2 separate regions of the Sus scrofa genome follow, and region 1 is linked to region 2. A link is a contact called in public HiChIP or PLAC-seq data. All regions are on one chromosome and are shown on one strand. Each heading gives the region's core, a stretch centred on a gene start, on an enhancer-like site or on the middle of the called end of the contact. The rest is flanking DNA. Distances are from core to core; before and after follow the strand shown.

The links. HiChIP or PLAC-seq counts read pairs in DNA pulled down with a chosen protein or histone mark.
Region 1: an H3K27ac HiChIP or PLAC-seq map of alveolar macrophages shows a contact between it and region 2. The contact joins two enhancer-like sites. A contact is called at or near these places in 1 of 5 promoter capture datasets (liver), 13 of 47 Hi-C or Micro-C datasets (adipose tissue, alveolar macrophages, blood and 8 more) and 1 of 2 datasets of contacts at active chromatin or transcription factors (alveolar macrophages).

Annotation. Positions count from the first base shown.
Region 1 is chr18:46,279,306-46,283,619 of Sscrofa11.1, reverse strand. No RefSeq gene overlaps it. Among named protein-coding and RNA genes, the nearest start is that of NFE2L3, 31 kb to the right of the region's middle. Within about 2 kb of position 2,684, at least 11 of the 83 cell types and tissues checked have an H3K27ac peak or open chromatin away from gene starts, as enhancers often do. A contact at or near this core is called in alveolar macrophages, where this site is marked.
Region 2 is chr18:46,074,774-46,078,789 of Sscrofa11.1, reverse strand. SNX10 (sorting nexin-10) reads left to right here. Exons shown (of 7, transcript XM_021079049.1): 4 at 2,903-3,003. Among named protein-coding and RNA genes, the nearest start is that of SNX10, 66 kb to the left of the region's middle. Within about 2 kb of position 2,674, at least 4 of the 83 cell types and tissues checked have an H3K27ac peak or open chromatin away from gene starts, as enhancers often do. A contact at or near this core is called in alveolar macrophages, where this site is marked.

The DNA of each region.
Region 1 (4,314 bases), core at 1,435-3,934, 200 kb before region 2:
TACACATCAGCAATGACTTCTAGAAGCATGAAACATGATAAGTACTGCCTGCAAATTGCTAAGGAACAGAACAAATATAATTTTATGGATTTTCACTTTGCAATAGCAGGATATAGAAAGCATGAAAGTTAGCATTTTTTTTTTTTTTTTTTTTTTTTTTTTTTTTTTTTGGCCATGCCCATGTAGTGTGGAAGTTCCCAGGCCAAGGACGAACCTGCATCATGGCAGCAACCCAAGCCATTGCAGTGACAATGCTGGATCCTTAACCCATTGCACAACAAGGGAACTCTGAAAGTTAGCAGGTTTTATATCGGAAACTCTAATTAGGGAACTTTTGTTTTCTAGTCCCTCCCCGTCAGGGGTGGGGGAACCTGTACCAGAATTTTTATGTAATCAGGGCTTCATGTAAAAAGCATTCTAAAAGAAAAACATAATTTCCTTTAAAATCACATTTCCTCCCTCAGATAACTCTAATTTTAGTTTAAAAGATGCAAATGGAGAAGGTCCAGTCTTTTATTTTATTTATTTATTTTTTTTGTCTTTTTTTGCTATTTCTTGGGCCGCTCCTGTGGCATATGGAGGTTCCCAGGCTAGGGGTCGAATCGGAGCCATAGCCACCGGCCTACACCAGAGCCACAGCAACGCGGGATCCGAGCCGCGTCTGCGACCTACACCACAGCTCATGGCAACGCTGGATCCCTAACCCACTAAGCAAGGGCAGGGACCGAACCCACAACCTCATGGTTCCTAGTCGGATTCGTTAACCACTGCGCCATGACGGGAACTCCGAATGTCTGGTCTTTTAAAAAAAAACAAGGAAGTGATATTTCTTTTCCAAAATGTAAGAATGGATCAGAAATTAAAACTTTTTTTTTTTGTCTTTTATCTTTTTAGGGGCACATGTGCGGCATATGGAGGTTCCCAGGGTGGGGGTCAAATTGGAGCTGTAGCCGCCAGCCTACACCACAGCCACAGCAACACCGGATCCCCGACCCACTGAGTGAGGCCAGGAATCAAACCTGCAACCTCATCGTTCCTAGTTGGATTCGTTTCCATTGCACCACGATGGAAACTCTGAAAAAACTTATTTTATACTGAAGTCTAAACATAGGCTGTATCAAGGACATGGCTGGTCATGGGATAGGCTAGTCCCCAAAATGAGGTGCTCTGAGATGCTGGGGCCATACCCCACACTCCCCCCACACCCCCACACCCCACGCCACACACAGGTGAGGCCCATCCAAGTAAGAGCAATAAAGTAATAGGGAGTAATTAAAGTAATGCTGAGCGGGGTTGGGGGTTGTCCAGGCAGGTGGGAGAGACCCGTGTAGACATGGCTGGGATGCACCGGCTCAGGGAGACAGTGTTAGGACTTGCGGTCCTGTCCACAGCAAGGCATGTGAAAAGGACACACATGCAGCCAGATCTCGGGGGAGGTGGAACTGCCACAGCTGAAAAGTGGCCCCTCTTTTTTTCTACCCTGTGTCCTTTTTCTTATGTCCCTCAAATCTAGGTATGAATTAAACACGGTCTGTGATGACACTAGACTCCAAACTCCTCAATTCCTAAGAAGAGAACCAGTTTGTCTCTCCCAGGAACACACACCTGCAGTCTGCCCAGGGCGGTTATTTTTGAGTCACTCTCCAGTTGGCTGTGGCTGACCTGGGCACAGAGCCCATACAGCTGCAGCCGGGCTCGGGGCAGGTAAGTTCCCCAAACCTGAGTGACCCCTACAGCTTCAGGAAGTTCGATCTCAGAGGAACAAAGGGACAAATACAGCATGGATTTGGGCACGAGGGAACAATGCAGGGAGCCAGCAAGTAAAACTAGGACACAAGAGGGAGGCTTAATTACAGGAAAAAGCAGTCGGCGAGGGTGGGGCACACAGAGAGGGCAGGACTGGGAATACCACTGGACAGTCACCTCTTGCGGAAACCCAGCCCCAGAGCCCTGCAGAGGGTAGCAAATCAGTAAAGATTGTCTGGCTGTTTAATTATCTCAGCAGCTTATTTCGCTAAGCCAGGTCTGCCTCTGCCTTTAAGGAGGCAGCCTCCTGCATCCGAATCACGTGGGGAGCGTGTTTAAAACACAGATACCAGGCTCCAAAAGAGCCAGAAGGAATCCTGAGCTCTTGGTTTGGGCCCGGGACTCTGCCACCCTGTGGGCTGCTCTGCTGTGGATGTGAGCCAATCTTGATCTACTGAGAGACGGTTGCATCCTGGATTCCGTTTGTCGGGCACTTCAAGTTCAAATGAATTCTTCTCTGGTTGAACAAAATGACCCATCTTCATATAAAGGCACCTGGCATGGATGGTCCACTGTTTAGGGAGATTGATCCATGGCAGAGGTTATCTCGCTCCCTGCCCGCACCCTGAACCGGTTTACCCAGACTCTGTCTTGCACACGGGCCCCAGGTGCAGGGCTGGCAGTCCCAGTTTCTGCCATAATCCCAACCGCAGGCTCTCAGCCCCACCCTCCATCTCTGTGGCTGGTAATTAGGTCCTCGTTTCCAGACCTGACATCTTGGGCCCAACCAGCCCTGTTCCTAATTGTTCCCTGAACGTGCCTGGAGCCAGAGCCGGAAGTGAGCGCTGTGGCTCTGCCAACCTCCAAGTCCCAGCACCCTGGGCTCACCCTGTGGGTCCAGACCACAGGAATGGAAGTGGCCTTCATTTCCCCTTACTAGTTTCTTTTCCTCATTCAGATGCAAATATTTATTGAGCAACCCCTGTATACCAGGCACTGAGTAACCAAAGAGAGAGAGTCCTTGGAATCTCAAGAGTCTCCAATTCTCTAAAACAGTAGTGGTTGGGATTGTTTTTTTCAATTTTCTGTTTTTCATTTTGATGATAATCTTTTTTTAAGAAATTAATAGCCTGCCATATGATTTAGTGTATATTATTTATATTTGTGAATACATTCTTGTCACGTGAACAATGAAGGATCCGACATAATTTGAATCAGTAGTAGCGTGCCAAGTGTTTTGATGTGCAAACTGAAAGCCGCCTTGTAGTAGCCAGAACCACGTTCTCATTCTGTTCTTCGGTTCTATTTTGCACTCTGCTGGCTGGCAGAAGTTCGTTTATTGTGACTGTAGCAGAGAGTGAACAACGGAGGACTTTTCCGTTCCTCCCGGTGGCAGTAATGCATCGAGACACTCACTCAATGCCCATTTCCAGGATGTGGCAGTGCTAACCTTACTTGTGAATGAACGAGACAGTTCCACAGAGGTAGCAAGTGGCATTTCATTAGAATTGGCCCTCCAGGAATGCTTAAGGGTAGAAGTTTAATTAACTATGAGGTCTAATTCTACATGAGCAGATAAGGCCAGGGCATCCTCTGCTTTAGCAGTGAACCCCAAGGCCAAAGCAAATGGAGACCTGGACTTGAGACCACATCCTCCCTTTATAAACCCACCCCAACCGACTCGTTTCAGAACAACCGATTGTTAAATCAAACGACCGTGGCTTATGAATCATACTGATTTTGCAGATTCTTGGGCTTCATTCAGACGTGGACTCTGTTTTTATGATAACGGGCCAAGGGATAGCTAGTACCTGCGGAGAGCTTACTGCCTGCCAGGCCCTGAGCTAAGCTCTTTCCATTGATTCGTTCATTTAATCCTCACCAGAACCCAGATAGGTGCTATTAGGTGCATTTCCCAGCAAGTTAGCTGAGGCGCAGCAACAGTAACTTCCTAAGGTTACATACCAAGGAGGTGGTGGCTCTAGGATGGGAACTAAAGTGGCCCTGGCCCCAGAGCCTGTGTGCTGAACTGCAGCACTGTACTGTTTTATAATTTTACTGTTATGTGTGTATGATGGGACTGGCACAGCATGGTATATACTGTCGACTCTTGAACAACACAGGGGTTGGGGCACCGACCCCCTGCGGAGTTGACAATCCACTTAAAACTGTGCAGTCGGCCCTCCACAGATTCAACCAGCCTCCCATCGCATAGAACGGAGGTAGGTGTTTATGGAGAAGAGCCACATAGTGGACCCGTGCAGTCCACACCCGCGTTGTTCAGCGGTCATCCATACGTATTCCAGGATGCGACAGTGCTAACCTTACATGTGGAAACAGGAATACGGAATTATATAAACACTACGTGCAGAAGTTTACATAGCTTTGTATTTTTACATACTTGGTAATTACAATAACCACCATTTAATCCAATATTCAGCTTGGATTTATTGAGGCATAACTGACATACAATATTATATTGCTTTCAGGTGGAGAACATACGGATTCGTTACATGTATGTAATGTATGCATATTGCATATATTGTGAAATGGTCACCACAATGTCTA
Region 2 (4,016 bases), core at 1,425-3,924:
TATGTGGAAATAATGCTGTATCATAATCACTTGAACAGTGTCTGGTGGCATGTGGCCTCCTGAGATTATCTTGAATAAGGGTCCGCAGTCGTCTTCTGTAAAGGGCCAGCTGGTAAATACCTTCGGTTTTGTGGGCCATGTGGACTCTCTCCAAACAACTCAGTTATACTGTCGTCGAGTGAAAACAGCCATAAACAATACATAAATGGATGAGTATAACTGCGTCCCAGCATACATTTATTTGTAAAGACAAATGGCAGGTTTGGCCACAGGCTCTGTATGGTTTATTAGCCTTTGATCATGAAGGTTGTCCATTCTGACGTAGTCCGGACTTACTCATGAGAGCCCAGAAATGGGCTCAGATTTTACCTGTTCTCATGTAGCACAAGTGAGAGGCCCTTTAACCATCCTTTAGTCTTCCCACTGTTAATGGCTAAATTAGTATATTGGCCACCCAGATACCAGCCACAGAACTTCCCTTTTCTCCTTTCTTCCCTCTTTTCTTTCAAAGTTCCCCAGTTTAGCAAATAGAGTGAAAACTCAGAACTGCTTTGTTGATGATTGTGTCGAAGGCCATTGCCAGGGTACACCTTGTGTTTTGATCTGGCTTTGCTCGTAAGGTCACACCAGATATGCATGTTCTGTGTGGACAGTAATGTGAGTGTATAAGACTAAGCATGTGAAGATAAAATTCATTAACTGCCCTTTACTCCCTCTAAAAAATGTGTGGCTCCTTATGACACACTTTGTAATAGGCATGAAATTTAATTGTCCTCGGGGAGTTAATGAAAGTATAGATCCTTCTCTTCTACATAAATAACACGGTGTGAATTCAGAAATGTCCACTGAGAGCCAGAAATGATGGGTTCCACAAAGAGTATTTGCTGGTACTCTGGCGTTTCTTTGGAGTGCTAATAAATTGACAGTAAATAAATGTTCTTGGCTTGGTAGATGGTTGAAAGAAGCAATTAGATTTAGAGGAACTTAGTAAATTAGTGATCTCATCCTAAAGAGCCTTCCACCTGTTGTCCTATGGTGAGGAATGCGTGGGGAGGCTGGAGAGTTCTAGACGGCCTCATGGAGATGCTGTACCCATAGGGCTTTGCAGGTGGAGAAGCTGGTGCTGAACCCGGCTAAATTAGTCTCGAGGGATGTGATACCAGGCGACTCTGAAGGCTTAGCGTTTACTGGGAATTTTAAACCAGCGAGCGGTAGGGGTGGGTCGTCCTTCGAATACACTCCCCTGAGCTTGTCCCGCGCACGGCGGACTTGGTGCAGGTCTTCGTCCCGTGCAGTCATTGACGTCCGTGGTGACTCTGGGCGGAGACGTGGAAGGACGTTGGGCTGGAGCCTCTCTGTGCCTGAGATGCGGGAGTCCCTGCAGCGGCCTGCTCCTCTCTGGGGAGAGAGCACTCAGAGGACACCCGCCTGGGCCTCGTTAGGACAGGAATTCTGGTATAAACGGCCTGTGTCTGAGTCCCCAAGGGGCACATTAGAAGGAGGCCCTGGTGTGCCTGGAAATCCACACACACACTGTTTTTGTGCCACCAGCGCCAGCCGGGCATGTTTTGCAGCCGTATCATCCGTGATGGGATTTAGGCCAATAACTGCTTTGGGGGCAAGTCTCTTAACCTCCCTGCATCCTGAGGTTTTGTCGAATTTTGGAAAGTTCAGGAATGTGAGGAACCGTGCGGTGCACGTCACAGGAGTGGTTATAGGAACGGATGCGCGTCAGCACTGACCCTTCCCACGGCAGACGGCTGCCGGCGGCCTAATGAAGTAGTGGAATAGTAACAGTTTTTGAAATAATATAAATCTTGGGGGCAAAAAAAAAAAAAATGCTCATTTGTCAGCATGAAGATTTAGAAATAGGATTTTGATATAAATAGGCGAAATAGAGATCTTCTTAGGCGAAACCAGTAGACGAACACGCCTCATGTCACACAAAGCCATCCCCACGCGTCCCCCCGAACCCTGGACCCCCTGCGCCGCAAGAGACCAGCCTCTCCCTCTCATGTTACACGAAGGAGAAATACACGTATTTACCAGCCTCGTGTTCATGCAAAGGAGCAGCGTCGCTGTGTTGCTTCAGGTGGGGATTCAGGGTGGCTTTTTCCAAGTCTGCCCTGAGGGAGCGGGAAGGACACCCACGCCTAGTAGCTGATAATAATATTAAGAGAGAACGTGTGCCACACCCTTGTTATCAAACCTGACAGCCACCCTGTGGAATGGGGGTGCTGCTGTTTCATCGCCCTCTGTCACTCCGGGAGCTGGAGTTCAGGCGACTTGCCTCGGCGGAGCCGGAGCTTGGGGGGTCCCAAGAAATGGGCCGTGCGCCACACGCCTCTTTTTCCACCCTCGCGTGTCTCGCCGAGAAGGGAGAGGCTGGTCTCTTGTTGCACGGGGAGTTCGGGGTTCGGGGTGATGTGTGCGATCGGTGGTGATGGCCACACCAAGGACTCGACGGCGTCTGTGATGTCACGTTAGGGGCCACGCGCATCGCATCTCTGACGCCTAAAGGCTTCTCTACGGAGGGACGGGTAGGGTCGAGATGCAGCGGATGATGATCCCCAGCTCTTTTGATCATTTTCAAGATTTGTCTTATGACTTGTCTCTGACGGGAGGGCTGAGCAGTGAGCAGGAAGCTACTTCAGGACTCAGGGAGGGGCGGGGTCTGCCTTCTCCAGGGTCAGCACTGCTCACTCGTGTCACCCCAGCTGTCTTCAGGGTGCTGTGTGGGTGCGTTATGTGCAGGATTTGAGTCTGGCGTAAGTGCACATGTGTTTTTGGTTTTTAAAATCCTACTTTAGGCAAATATTGGGGCATATACTGGGTTACGGATATAAGAAAAGCATTCCCCCCCCCCAAGTGAGGCTTATATTTCTTTGTTTTCTTTAAACAGACCAATAGCATGTGTTTTACAATGAAGACGTCTTGTGTGAGAAGAAGATATAGAGAATTTGTGTGGCTGAGGCAGAGGCTCCAGAGTAATGCATTGCTGGTGTAAGTGATTGAAAGAGCATATCGAAGAGTCTTTTCTTTTTTTAATGATTTTTATTTTTTTCCATTATAGCTGATTTACAGTGTTCTGTCAATTTTCTACTGTACAGCAAGGTGACCCAGTCACACATACACATACATTCTTTTTTCTCACATGATCATGCTCTGTCATAAGTGACCAGATATAGTTCCCAGTGCTATACAGCAGGATCTCATTGCTTATCCATTCCAGAGGCAATAGTTTGCATCTATGAACCCCAAACTCCCAGTCCATCCCACTCCCTCTCCCTCTCCCTTTGCAACCTGCTCTCCAAGTCCGTGATTTTCTTTTCTGTGGAAAGGTTCATTTGTGCCATATGTTAGATTCCAGATATAAGTGATAACATAGGGTATTTGTCTTTCTCTTTGTGACTTACTTCACTTATATTGAGGAGTCTTTTTTTTTTTTTTTCTTCTTTCTTTTCTAGGGCCTCACCCACAGCATATGGAGGTTCCCAGGCTAGGGGGTCTAATCGGAGCTGTGGCCACTGGCCTACGCCAGAGCCACAGCAATGCAGGATCTGAGCCACGTATGCGGCCTATACCACAGCTCATGGCAATGCTGGGCCAGGGATCAAACCTGCAACCTCATGGTTCCTAGTCAGATTCATTAACCACTGAGGCATGACGGGAACTCCAAGGAGTCTTGATTATTATAGTCAGTATTTAAAAAAAGATTTTCTGTATAGTATGGGGAACTATGTTCAGTATTTATAATAACCTAAAATAGAAAAGAATCTGAAAAATACCTGAAACTAACACAATTTTGTAAATCAACTACCATTAAAAAATTGAAATGTATTAAGATATCTAAATATGAAGGATTTTAAAGGCTTTCTTCTTTTATTTATTAATTTATTTTTGCTTTTTAGGGCCGCACCCATGGTATATACCATGGTATAGGTTCCTAGGCTGGGGGTCAAATCGGAGCTACAGCTGTCAGCCTGTAGTACCACAGCCGCAGCAACACTGGATCC